Linked DNA regions of Mus musculus: region 1 is linked to region 2. Evidence: chromatin contacts called from public Hi-C data. All regions are on one chromosome and are shown on one strand. Each heading gives the region's core, a stretch centred on a gene start, on an enhancer-like site or on the middle of the called end of the contact. The rest is flanking DNA. Distances are from core to core; before and after follow the strand shown. Region 1 holds the start of Tmem150c (transmembrane protein 150C). Region 2 overlaps Tmem150c (transmembrane protein 150C).

Evidence for each region. A called contact is a pair of places that touch in the nucleus more often than the background predicts.
Region 1: a Hi-C map of the N1E-115 cell line shows a contact between it and region 2, with 2.2 times the contacts expected there. The contact joins the promoter of Tmem150c here to the enhancer-like site in region 2. A contact is called at or near these places in 2 of 39 promoter capture datasets (embryonic stem cells and macrophages), 6 of 484 Hi-C or Micro-C datasets (the N1E-115 cell line, brain, cerebral cortex and 3 more), 3 of 115 datasets of contacts at active chromatin or transcription factors (embryonic stem cells and forebrain) and 2 of 9 other capture datasets (adipose tissue and pancreatic islet).

Annotation. Positions count from the first base shown.
Region 1 is chr5:100,157,077-100,160,781 of GRCm38.p6, forward strand. Tmem150c (transmembrane protein 150C) reads right to left here and starts at 2,205. Exons shown (of 8, transcript NM_001382851.1): 1 at 2,143-2,205.
Region 2 is chr5:100,112,385-100,115,713 of GRCm38.p6, forward strand. All of the region lies in intron 1 of Tmem150c (transmembrane protein 150C), which reads right to left. Gm36167 (a long non-coding RNA gene) reads left to right here. Exons shown (of 4, transcript XR_880476.3): 4 at 1-3,277. Among named protein-coding and RNA genes, the nearest start is that of Gm36167, 4.3 kb to the left of the region's middle. Within about 2 kb of position 1,622, at least 6 of the 459 cell types and tissues checked have an H3K27ac peak or open chromatin away from gene starts, as enhancers often do. A contact at or near this core is called in the N1E-115 cell line, where this site is marked.

The DNA.
Region 1 (3,705 bases), core at 955-3,454, 45 kb after region 2:
TGAGTCCCAAGTCTGATGCTACAGGTTCCTCCAGGAACAGGAAGACTGGCAGATAAAACTTTATCTTCTCCGCATCCTTTGGCTTAATAGGCCCCAGAAATGATCCTGATGTACAGAGATACAAAGGACTAAGACTGTGGGGCCAGATACCCTTCGCTCCCTCAGGTCTCCAGAATGTTGCTCACCTGACCATGAACCAAAGAGGTACTGGCCACAGGGAAACCAAGAATAGCACAACTGAACACAGAATTCTTGCAAGGTGACTGAGCAAGGTGACAGCAGGCTGTAACAAAGGCCAACTGACAGTATTGCTGTGTCCATGAAAAAACGATGACCCTTTAAAGCAACCGACCTCCCTCGAAAAGCATTGGACAAGAAACACAGATTAAGAAATCGCTATCAAGATATTATAATGCAAATTTAAGTAAACCAAACAGACTTTATTCAGTTAACCTGCAGATCGCAATAAGCATGCATTTTCCCCCCAAACTCTTTATGTTTGACCAGTGTCATAACATCTGTCAATTATTACTAATGCTAGCAAAACTTCCTTACCCTTTTATTTACTATATCCAGTTTGTCAGCTTCCAACTTGGGAGGCTTGCAAAAAACATTTAAGTAATTTGTACATCAAGGGCAAACCATTAAAATCCCCATGCTTATGCCAAGAAAATTAAATTCACACTTCTAGTTCATTAAGAGATGACAGTTGCTGGGCATGGTGGTGCGTGCCTTTAATCCCAGTACTCAGAGGCAGAGGCAGGTGGATCTCTGCGAATTCCAGGCCAGCCTGGTCTATATAGAAAGTTCCAGGACAGCCAGAGCTACATAATAGAGAGACCTTGCCTCAGGTGGGTCAGTAGTGGGGTGAGTGGGGAGGGAGGGAGGGAGACAGAGACAGAGAAAAGGTGGGGAGGAGCAGAGGGAGAGGGAGAAGGAGGCCAAGAGAGGGGGAGAGAGAGAGCTCGTGCACAGCTATGGTTACTTTGGAAGCAGGGTTTTCTCCAGGACATGTGTAAGAAAAAGTTAGGTATCTGCCCCAAGTTGAGATTGTAAAATTATTCATTTTGCATCTATTAACGTGTATGCGCCTAACGGTCTACCCTCAACACGGGACATTTTATGTGGGTCAGCTTACTAACTGCTACCATGGACTTCATACACTCACATTCGCCTACCCTTTTTATTAACTGCAGCCCAGAATGGAGTTACAGTCGTGCATTATTAAAATCTGTCTTCGATTCAAGCAGAGAATTGAAGAAGCAGAAACTAATATCGCCCTTTCGGCGGTGTTACTGTAATAGATCTAAGAAGTGCTTTATTCTGTCTTGCCTTTTAAATGCATCCGTGCATTTCGGTTCCCTATCAGGACCATGTATGTCGGAGGTCAGCCTGGGATCGCCCAGGGGGGTTGGCTGGCTTCCATTCACCTGGGCTCTGTTCTCACGTTGGCAATCACCACCCTGGCTCAGCCCTGAAAGATCTGGTCGGAAAAACCGCGACCAAAAGACCAGCAAAGTGCTTAGGGTATAATAAAGTGCCATGGGGGTCAGGGGTGGACAGAGAGGGATGAATGGAGGGCGGGTGGGGAGGAAGGAACATGAATTTCAACTGGGAAACCCCTTATTCCCTCTTTGATTCATTTAAGGAGGGGGAAAACCACTCAGCGAAGGCTCTCTCCATAACCCAAGAATGTCGACTTTTGAAAATTATTATGACCGTGGATAACCATAGCGCCTCGTGCACCGCGACCCGTACCCCACCCCCGCACTCCCCCTGGTTAAGCCCGAAATCCTGGATTCTTCCCAGGAACGCGCGCCCAGTAGGGCGGCCGCGGGGCTGCGCTCAGGGCACCGCAAGTTAGCGCCGGGGCCGGCAGGCTGGGCTCCGCCGCTCCTCCCCGGACCCCACCCGCGGTGGTGGGACACCTGTCACTGGGCGGGGCGGGGGGCCGCAGGCGACACTGCGGCGGCGGCGAGCGGGACGGGCGCGCCGCGGAGCTGCACCGCCCGCCTCGGGCTCGGGAGTACGCGCCCGGGGGCTGGGGAGGCACCGCGGCCGCCCGGGTGGGGTCCTCGCTGGGTCGGGAGCAGGACGAGCAGGGCATCAGGGGCCAGGGGCGGATGAGGGCGCCGCGCCTACCTGCTCCGGGCGGCGGCGGCTCGCGGGCCGTGACCTGCGGCGGCAGCGGCGGCGGTGGCAGTCGCGGTGGGGAGGGCGCTTCCTTCAGGAAGGGGTGGGATCTGCCCGCCCGCCCCCTCCCGCCGCAACGCGGCCCGTCCCCGACTTACTCCGGGGTCCCCGTCGCGGGGCTTCGGGTGGACAGCAGAGCTCTGAGGTCCCGTCTTGTACCTCCCCCCCTCCCCCCCCCCGTCCCCGGTTCCCTCACCGTCACCCGGGGCTGCGGCTGCGGGCGGACGGTCCAATCGCCTCCTTCCTAAGCCAAGGTGGACGCGCTTGCCTGGCGCTCCTCACCCAACAAAAGGCAGGACGGGATCCGGGATCCTCCGCCTGCTGGTTATTTATTCCTGACCTGTTGTAACCTTCTTACCGGCTCCCTTCTGTCCACACACCAAGGACTTTGCATACAGCAGCTAAAATTCACTTTCAGGCCCACGAGCCCAGCGTAGTTCTCCACCACCCGCTGCCCTCCCGTGGTTTTCTTTCATCTTACTGAGCAGACACAGGGCTAACTTCTGACCCTGATAATGGACGGAGGACTTCAAGGCCGCTCCCCTACAGCCAAACTTGCTCATTTCCCCTGTGTGTGTGTGTGTGTGTGTGTATGTTCATAAGACACTACTCAGCATTTTAGTAGCAGCCCCACCCCAGACCCCAACTTTTGTCACTGCACTGACCCCTAAGCAGCACAGCCCAGAGTCATGTTAATCTTAAATTCTTCATTAACTTACTTGACTGGCCTGCTATGCCTGGTAGGGTCGCCTGGATCAATCCACCACACCCATCTACTTAAAACCATTGCCTCTCAAAGCACAAGTTTCTAAGTTTCTAAGCTCCCTCCTCAACTCAACCTATACAAAATCTCTGCCACTGGCTTCTAGAATGCTCTCTTCTCCATGGCGCTTGTCATTATCTACGCATGTGTTGATTTCTGGCCACTGTTCTGTTTTGACTACTAGACCGTTCGATTCTTGAGGTCTTACGGCTTTCTGTTTACCATATATTAAGGAATGGGACTTTGATTTATTCAATTAAGTTAATTCAAAAGTTAATTCTAGTATAGAACCCCCTGAAAGCACGTGCTGAGTGGTGAGGGGCGTTTTCTGAAGAGAGTTAACTTTGTTTTTTTCAGACTCTCCAGGTGGCCTGTGAGGTTAAAAATTGCTTGAGGCCCAGCCTGAGCCCCAGTCTGAGGATTATACTCCTACTTCTTGTCCCCTTATGGGATGCCCAGGCTGGCTATTAAGACTGCATTGGAACCATGAGTTAATCTGGTATGCATGGGGTGGGGGTGGGGTACCACTGATCCTTGCTGCTGCTGCTGCTGCTAAGAGTTATGAACACAACATTATTGGGAGTTTGGGGCCTGGGGTGGGAGGCGTTATTAAAACGCCAATTCGTACATTTTTATGACTACCTGACCAAGAAAGGAGAGGAAAAGAGTAAGCTGACCGTGGGAGAGTAGGTAGAGAATCCCCGAGAGTTTCTCCCGCTTCAGCCTCCCAGGCGCTGAGGTTCCAGGGG
Region 2 (3,329 bases), core at 372-2,871:
TCTCCTCGAAGTTGCTTTTGGTCATGTATTTTATCCGAGCAACAGAAAAGCACCTAATTCAAACCCTAAGAATGGAAGCCAGCGATGTGAACAGATGCATGTAAACGCACACTTAGAGCAGCAGCATTCCCAGCAGCCTAAGACAGAAACAAGCCGAGTGCCTGCCCATCAGTGGGCGAAAAAGTTTGGCACTTTACATACAATGGAATATTACGTAGCTTTGGAGGGGGGCAGACATGGTGGCTCCCATCTGCAATCCCAGCACTCAAGGGTTGTCACAAGTGCAAGGCCAGCCATAAAAAGGGAATTCTGACAAATGCCATTTAATGAACATAAGACAGTGCTGTGTGGTCTCACTTATGGAGACCAAAGTGGCTCAACCAACAGAGACGGCAGGATGGACAGAAAGCAGGTGCTAGCTCTGGGGTGGACTTGGAATGGATGCTTGTATTTCGTGAGTACAGTAAGTCTCCACCTGGAAGTTATGGTTTCTGGGTAACACACTGCCCTTTCTGCCTGGGTAGATGTGATTCTTTCATAGTCTTATTACTGTGTGATTATAATGTGTGTGTGTGTGCATATATTCATGTATGTATATGTTTGTGTGTATGTATAGTATATGTGTGTATACTGCATGTATGTATGTTTGTGTGTGCATAATGTGTGTATGTGTATATATATGTATATAATATGAATGTATAATGTACATACGTGATGTGTATGTATGTGTGATGTGTGTGCATGTATGTGCATGTGTATATATAATGTGCGTGAGTGTACATGTTACTTATGCATAATGTGTGTGTATATATAATGTGTGTATATGTATGTGTGATATTTGTGAATGTCTGCATATGTGCATGCACATGTGAGTATACATCCTCTCTGTGTGTGTGTGTGTGTGTGTGTGATTGTGTATGTGTTCAGAGGATCAAACTCAGGTTGGAGTGCTTGCATGCAGTCTTACACACTATAAACTAAATGGCAGGTTACCCACCTTCTACACTCACACATGCCTTCCAGTTACAGTGGTGGAGCACTGTAGGAAATGGAGATTTTCTGGGAGCCAGGAAAGAGCTGGTGGTGGCAGATTACCAGCTGTCTATGAAAGTCAACGTCCCCTTCTTCCCCTGTGTGAGCAGAAGATCTGGGCACACAGCTGTCCCACTTATGGCAACCCAGTTCCTCTGGGCTGCGGCACAGCTAATGATTAATTTCTTACCAATGGGACATGAACAGGAGGGATTGCCTCTGATCTAAAACAACAGCGACCCTGCACATTCACAACGCTGCAGATGGCCTAGCTGTTATCAGAACCTCCTCTCCCACTGATTCGTAACACCCACCCTCTGTTACATAAATTAAAAAGACAAACAAGCCTTCCATGTTTTAAAGCCATCTTGTCTTTAGATTCTTGTTGCCACAGCGGAATCTTTTCTTCTGTGGCTAATTAGTATATGTAGATGCTGAAGTCCAAACGGCAAAGCCATTGTTCATAAGCTACTGGAAACATCCTATGATCCTTAGGTGACAGTGACATACATAACCTTGCCCTGGGAATTAGGTGATACCCAGGAGACCAGAGTGACCGTGTTTCCCCCAGTCCATGGGAGAGCTGAGGCCAGAGGACGGTGTCCTGACTTTAAAATGGCTAATCTTTCCTACGTATGTAAAAATTTCCAGTTTTCTCTCCCTTGAGAGAGGATTTCATCTAGTCCTGGATGGTTTTAAACTTGCTACATCGTCAGGATGTCCCTGAACTCCTGATCCTCCTGCCTCCACTTCCAAAGTCCTGAAATTACAGGCACACACCACCAGCCCTGGATTCTGTGGTGCTGGGGATTAAACAAAGGTTCCTGCTAGACAAGCCCTCCATCGACTGAGATACCCCCTCAGCCCCATCCTCACAGAGCTTTCATAGATGCACAAATCTAATCCCTACTTGTCAAATACTTCCTGAAGGACTCAAGCCTCCTCTGAGGCAGGGGAAAGCCTGGGTTTTGTCACTGATGTGATTTGTCGATGGTGATGTGATTGTTTGGGGACAGTTCTGAAGTCTATTTGCTTGCCCTTTGGTGTGCAATTATTTCATGTATCTGCCTATTCCAAAGGCAATAAACAACAACAAAAAAGCCATACAATAGTCTGACCGCAAGCCGCCATGTGTGCCCTGGTCCCCAGCTGCGAGACTGCACAACAGCAGCCTCTCTGACACGCCGTGTCAGCTCTGAGCTCTAGAACAAGATTGAGCCCACGAGATGCAGGCTCTCTCTTGCCTAGGCTCTGACATCAATACTTAGTTCAGTGAAGGGAAAACAAGCAAACCTGAAACAAATCAAAGCAAAACAAGAAATGTTCCAGCCAAGTCTCCAGGGACAGAAAACTCCCAGGAACTCCAGGAGATAAAGATCTGACAGGCAAACAGGTTGAAGCTTGCCTGGCTAGTGGGAGAATCCTGACCCTGAGCAAGGAGCAGGACCAGCCATCCCTGACCACTGACGGTGGAGCTCCTTGTCAATCAGCTGCCAGCTTCTTGGTGGATAGTGCTACAAATGCAAAGAAACTGATGATTATTCTTCTACATCCCATTGTATGGACCTCAGGCTAGAGCAAGGGCCACGAGTGTGACCTGGATCAGTGGGGTGATGCATTTTGCTTAACCTTACTAAGCCTCAGTTTTCTCATCACAGCATGGGGTTCATATAGTACCTACTTCTTTGGGTTGCAGTTAAGACTAAGATTTAACCTATCAGTGACATACATGTGCTCTTCCTAACTGGAAAATACACACACACACACACACACACACACACACACACACACACACACGTAATATATATAAATAATTCTTTAAGAAGTCTCTTGGAGATCATTTTATGCCAATGACTTCTCCTGAAGGACAGAAAGCACGTGAAATATACCACCAGAGGTTGTTGGTGCGCAGAGGGTACAGGAGCATGCTGTACGTCATCCGGCATCCTTCCTTCAGCAAGAACTAATCAAAAACTGAACTCACGTCCCCTGAACCCAAGCAGAACGACTCCATCAGCAGAATGGCAACCATCAGAAGCGGGAGCTGATGGAGTGTAGTTAGCTGCCCAGGACCTGATCTTCCAAAGCCAGTGGTCGCTCCACATTTGGTAAATGCTCACTTCCTTCATGCAGATTCTTCCACCATGTAGTACCCTGTATAAAAGCAATCTGGGCAGTCTTTGGATGGCCTTTTCTTCAGTCTCTGCTCCACTCTTTGACCCTACATTGTCCCACCTGGGGATCCATCCCATATTCAGACACCAAACCCAGACACTATTGAGGATGCGAAGAAGTGC